2 separate regions of the Mus musculus genome follow, and region 1 is linked to region 2. A link is a contact called in public Hi-C data. All regions are on one chromosome and are shown on one strand. The core of a region is the stretch at or near the end of the contact, and the rest is flanking DNA. Distances in the headings are between cores, read along the strand shown.

Region 1 (2,700 bases), core at 64-2,563, 750 kb after region 2:
ACTTCTCATCTGTCTCTGGCAGCGGACCCTTCCAGAGCTCAGAGTCTGAAGCACTGTCTTCCTCCTCAGCGTTTCCTGCTCATTGACAAGGAAATGTCGTCATTGTTTTAACATAACGCATTCTGAATCGTTTACCAGTGCAATTAAATTAACCATGAATTTAGCAGTATTTTAGCTTCAACTTCTATGATTCCACAAAATTTAACTTATTCCTCAAGATACCATAAATTTTAAAAAATTAAACAATATGAAAAACACCAGAGCCTCATCAAAAAGTGAATGCAAGTAATATCTAATGAACAACTTCCCCATGTTACACTAAAATAGCAGCTGGTTTAATTATTTCCTTGGCCATACAACAGAAATGAAGAATTTTGTAAAGAACATATATGTATTAGGACCTACACTCAAGATTAGTTCCTGTAGGCTAAGGGTTTTCACTGGAGATGAGCCACTTACTAATGTAATTACATCATGGAATAGTTTGTCTGCCTGATACTACTTTATCCAATATTGAATAAATTTTAGTTGAGTTTAGATAATTCATGTGAGGTCTATTTTGTTATATTTTAAAAATAGGAATATATTATCTTTACTGATTTTATAGGTAATACATACTGCCACTGTCTAAAATAAAAGCAATTTGGAAATGTTTAAAGTCCTAAGGAAAAGTTACCCCAGGCCACAGGTAATACAGTCACTTTTTAAGTGTGGTTGGTCTTTAAAAAGGTATCATTCATATATATATATATATATTTAAATTAAGATTATACTGTGCATAACTGTAACTATAAAGGATTTGAGATAGCAGAGACAGTTCTCCTTGACAATACGTATAAATATGTCAAAGCTTTTATAATGAGATTTCTTTCTAGGATTTATCTTTGTTTTGAATGATGCATATGTATGTACAGGTGTTTGCAGAGGGCTGAGGTGTCAGATCTCCCAATGAAGGCGCTAGAACTGAACTTGGATCCTCTCCAAGGCCAATATGTGCTTTAGCCACAGAGCCATCTATCTAGCCCTGTGAAAACCTTAAACAAACAAACAAAACAAAACAAAACAAAACAAAAACTGTTATATGGAATTTGATTAACCAATCGTTAATTTCTGATTGGTGGGGATTTAGGCTGTATTTCCCATTTTTATTTTTATTGGGGGTGAGGGTGGGTGGGGAGCAGTCTGGTGATTAAACCCAGGATCTTAAACATGCTAGCAAGAGCTCCACAGTGGGCGGGCACACAGTCCACCACGCTGTTTTTCTTGGTGAACAGTGTGCATTTCTGCCCATGTTTATCTGAGGAGCTTATCTATTCCAAATAAAATATCAAATTCCAAAAGCAGCATCATTGGCCACCACATGTGCTCTAACCCAGTTACAGGGTCAGGTTTTCCTCCAGAAGAAAGGTTAGAGAGTTTCCATTCTTCCAAACAATGTCTGAGAAGGCCTCCTCTTCTCAGAATAAGTTTTTCTAAAGTAATAAGCATTATTTTTCCAAATGTTTGACAAATACTCTTTCAAATGTAAGAGAACATCTTGATGTGCTCATCCTAACACAGTGTGCTCTTTACAAACCTTAACTTACACAACGTCCATAGGATTAAAAGAAAAGATGCTACTTCAAGAATGACGTAATAAGAGCTAATTGCCTTGGAGAGTTACCACTAGAGTTCTGACTTAACTCGGATTTGGCTTGCCAGTACAGAACGTCCCTCAGTTCAGCACAGGACAAAAATAAAGCCGCATTGATTTGCCACGGTGGTTCTAGCCTTTTACCTGCTGGACTCTGATCTTTGAATCAATGTGTATGCCTGAACTTTGATCCTAACTGAACCTGTTGTGGCACCAACTTTAACAAATAGCAGGGGGAGGGTGCTGTCTAATGAGCTATGTACACATGATGATGAAACTATAAAGTCTTAGAGGAAGATTCCTGCTCTGTGACAGCCATCAACACAGTTCCCAGTGTCTTGAACTGATAACACAAGAAAGAATAAAATCTTCCACTTGCTGAGATAAGAAAGAACAGAAAACCCAATTATGCCTAATGAAGTTCTCTATATGGCATTACTGTCCAGCCGTCAGAGAACAGAACCTACATGGCCTTTAAAAACAAGCAGTTGATTGTAAAATCTTACACTGCAAACAGCTCTGGTGTTCACTCTGTTCCCTCTTAAGAATACTTTCCACAAGTCAGCTTTTCTACACTAATTTCCTTTGTATGAGTCTATCTGTCTGTGTGTGGTATGCATAAGTATAGTGTGTGCGTGTATACATGAAGGACAAAGGTCAACTTCTAGTGTTGTTCCTTGGGTACTGTCCACAGAAGGGGTCTTTCACTGGCCCTGAACTTACTAAACAGGTGAGGCTGCCTGACACAAACCCAGAGATCTGCCTGTCTCTGCCTTCCCAGCCCTAAGATTGAAAATGTGTGCAACTATACCTGGACATTTATCATACACTTATTTTTATATATGTGCATGCTCATGCAGGGGTGCTCATGCAGGACACAGTATGGAGGCTAGACAAGAAGCTATGGAAATCAGTTCTATCCCACTCCCACGTGGGTTCAGGGATTAAGCTGTCAAGTTTGGTGGCAAGCGCTTTCACTCACTGAGCTGACCTTGTCCCAGTTTTTAAAGTGGGCTCTGAGAACTCAATTCAGTATCTCTTGCTTTCACGGAAGCACTGTACCAAAT
Region 2 (2,795 bases), core at 97-2,596:
CCTCAAAGCAACAAAAAGGATGCGTTGGACAGTTTGGACACTTCCTGTGAGCAGGGTCAAGACTTGCCCAGTGAACAGAATAAAGGTGCCTCTTTGGATCGTTCGCAGTGTTCACCCTCCCCAGCCTCTCAGGAAGACCCCGACTCGGAGATCTCAGAGGATTCCGACCAGGAGGTGGACATCGAGGGGGATAAAGGCTACTTTAATGCTGGATGACAGTCATCGGCCATGTTTAGAGACCGGACTTTAGAATAATGTTTTGCTACAGACCAACTGGAAAATTCGGGGGGAGAGAGAGAGAGAGAAAGAGAGAGAGAGAGAGAGAGAGAGAGAGAGATAACAATTCTTGTAGAGTTTTGAAAATGTTTGGTGCACTGGCTAATTAACAAACATGCATTGCGTTGAGACCTTAACTTTGGTTTAACATACGGTATCTATACCAGTTTTTAAGTTGTTTTGATAAAGTGACTAAATGTGACCTCATTTTTTAAAAAGTGAATTTATTTCTATTTATGAGAGGTAATTTGAACTTTTGTCTAAAGCTTAAATTATGACTTTAAAGGTTTTAAGTTTTAGGAGGCTGATCTTGACTGACTTTCCTAAGTCTGTAGCTATTCCCTCGACTTTAGAGGTGCACTTAGGTGGGGGCAACATTTGGGGAATCCATGGAACACTTTGAAAGGGTATACCCAACTTTTACATGGCATCTTACATTGCTGCCTTAACTCCAAAGCCATTTCAGAGCACTTGGCTCCCGGTGTCTGTTCTTACAAGCAAGATAGTTGATAAGATTCTAAAAATCTTGTTTTGCTCAGCCAGTGCCTCTGACCCTGGTGTTAAGGGATGACGCAGTCCCTACAGGCAGGGAAACTGACTCATTTGAGACTGATCTCACACGAACTAGAAATAGCAGGACAATTCAATGTAAGTAGATTGTAGATAGTGTGTTTTATAGAAACTGTGTCTATAACATGTATATAGCATTACTTCTTGTAAAAACTCTGCCAAAATGATGTTTGTTTGTTTGGTTGGTTTTTTGTAATTTAATGAATTAACTTTCATATACATTCATCATCAGATGAACGACCCTGTTTGAATTCTCATTCTTTGGTTAAAATACCTAAACATGACACCTAAAGAGCCTTGGTGTGTGCACGCGTGTGTTTGCCATAGTGAATATGAGAGATGGGGTGCCCACCTTCTAGAATATACATTTGTGCTTTCTTTGCTGGGGCTGTGGGGGGCGGGGGGGGGGAAAAGAGGACCGAGCAGGGTGGATTGGAGCTGCCACTGAGTGCAGTGCCATCGATTGGTGTGTGCGGCCACCGTCCTTGACCAGCGTGAGTCAACAGTGTATCACACTCTGCGGGAGCCTGGCTGCTTGTACTCTTTGGGACAAGGCAGGGATTGGAGTGGCAGAGAAGGGGGGCAGTTGAGGCGGGGGGGGGGCGGATGTTGTCAGGTTCCAGCTGCTAATTTAGAAGATCTGGGAACATTAAAGCTCGTGGCCAGAGAGAATTTGAGAGCAGCTGGATGCCCTGAGGTCCTGGCAGTATGGCAGCCTGTGTGTGGGGCCTGCGCTTCTCCTCATACCCTGATGTAGGTTTCCCTTCCTTAACTCCTACTAGAGTTGGGTTGCAGACAGCAAGCAGAAGCAGGAAGCATTGGGAGCGTCAGGAATTTGATGGCTGAGAAAGGTGGGGGTTGGGGTAGCGTCCAGAAAGGGTGCTTGTGAGAAAGGGGAGGAAGAATGTTGATAAAGTTTGGATGTGGGTCAGGGCTCTGACAAGAGGTATTAATCTGCATCCAACTACCTGTCTGGCAGAGCCCAGGTCTGACAGCAGCCCTCCCACAGAGACCTGTTGAGCGGCCCAGAACATTCTTTTAGCCTTGGCCTGCATGACGCTCTTTAGTTATACAGTAAAGAACATGTGGTGGAATCTGCCCAAAGAACGCTGGACACACATGGACATTCACTAGGTGAGGACAGGTCCTCCTTAGAAGGCCCGGAATTGCAGGTGAGCTAGGTTTCCAGAATATACTAAGTGCTGGTCCTTAGGCAGAGGGGCCAGGGTAGACCTGGAGGTTTAAAGATCTGCTTTAGAATTTTAGTTCTTGGTCTCAGAACAAGAGAATGGTCTACTTGACCTACATGACCCTTTCCAGGTCCCCCATCTCCAGCTCAGTTCATGTTATATGCTGTCTCCTCTTCTTACATCTTGGTGTTAGAGCCCAAAGGATCCTTTCATCCAGTGGGAGAGTTTTGCTTCCAATCAGCTGAGGACTTGGTTAAAAATGTGGACAGAACAGGGATGGATATTCAAGAGGACTGCTTAGGTTTCGGGGGAAGTGCCCTTAACTAGGGATGGAAGCTACCCAAATTCCCACCCTAGCCATAGTGTCCTGTGAAAATGGTTTCTCTTTAAAATCCAGTCATTTGTGATCCTATGCATCTGTGACTAGAGGTAATATATACCTCTCACAGGACAGAATATGGGACATTAGCCACCCTGGATGTCACCGCATGATATGGATAAGAGCTTGTTATCATGGGGCCAGAATAATCACATACCATTCTAACCTGCCTAGAGGCTCTAGACCTGCCTCACAGGTTGCAAAGGCCACAGTCAGTCTGGTCTGAAAGTCTGTATGTATCCCAAGGTTTAGAGAATGAGACATTTATATGGAGTTTAAAAAATGATCCTGGAATCTCTGTGTGTCCCTACTGGAGATGACCTCTGGGTGATGTCCTACTGTGCAGAAACCGTATCATGACTATTAGGCACAGGAGTGTT

Evidence for each region. Hi-C and Micro-C count contacts between places; a contact is called where the count stands out from the background.
Region 1: a contact with region 2 is called in a Hi-C map of liver, with 4 times the contacts expected there. The contact joins two enhancer-like sites. A contact is called at or near these places in 1 of 39 promoter capture datasets (liver) and 1 of 484 Hi-C or Micro-C datasets (liver).

The regions. Positions count from the first base shown.
Region 1 is chr19:38,189,833-38,192,532 of GRCm38.p6, forward strand. Fra10ac1 (FRA10AC1 homolog (human)) reads right to left here. Exons shown (of 14, transcript NM_001081075.2): 13 at 1-75. Among named protein-coding and RNA genes, the nearest start is that of Gm52398, 27 kb to the left of the region's middle. Within about 2 kb of position 1,314, at least 8 of the 459 cell types and tissues checked have an H3K27ac peak or open chromatin away from gene starts, as enhancers often do. A contact at or near this core is called in liver, where this site is marked.
Region 2 is chr19:37,439,590-37,442,384 of GRCm38.p6, forward strand. Hhex (hematopoietically expressed homeobox) reads left to right here. Exons shown (of 4, transcript NM_008245.3): 4 at 1-1,142. The coding sequence ends at 216. Among named protein-coding and RNA genes, the nearest start is that of Hhex, 6.1 kb to the left of the region's middle. Within about 2 kb of position 1,347, at least 9 of the 459 cell types and tissues checked have an H3K27ac peak or open chromatin away from gene starts, as enhancers often do. A contact at or near this core is called in liver, where this site is marked.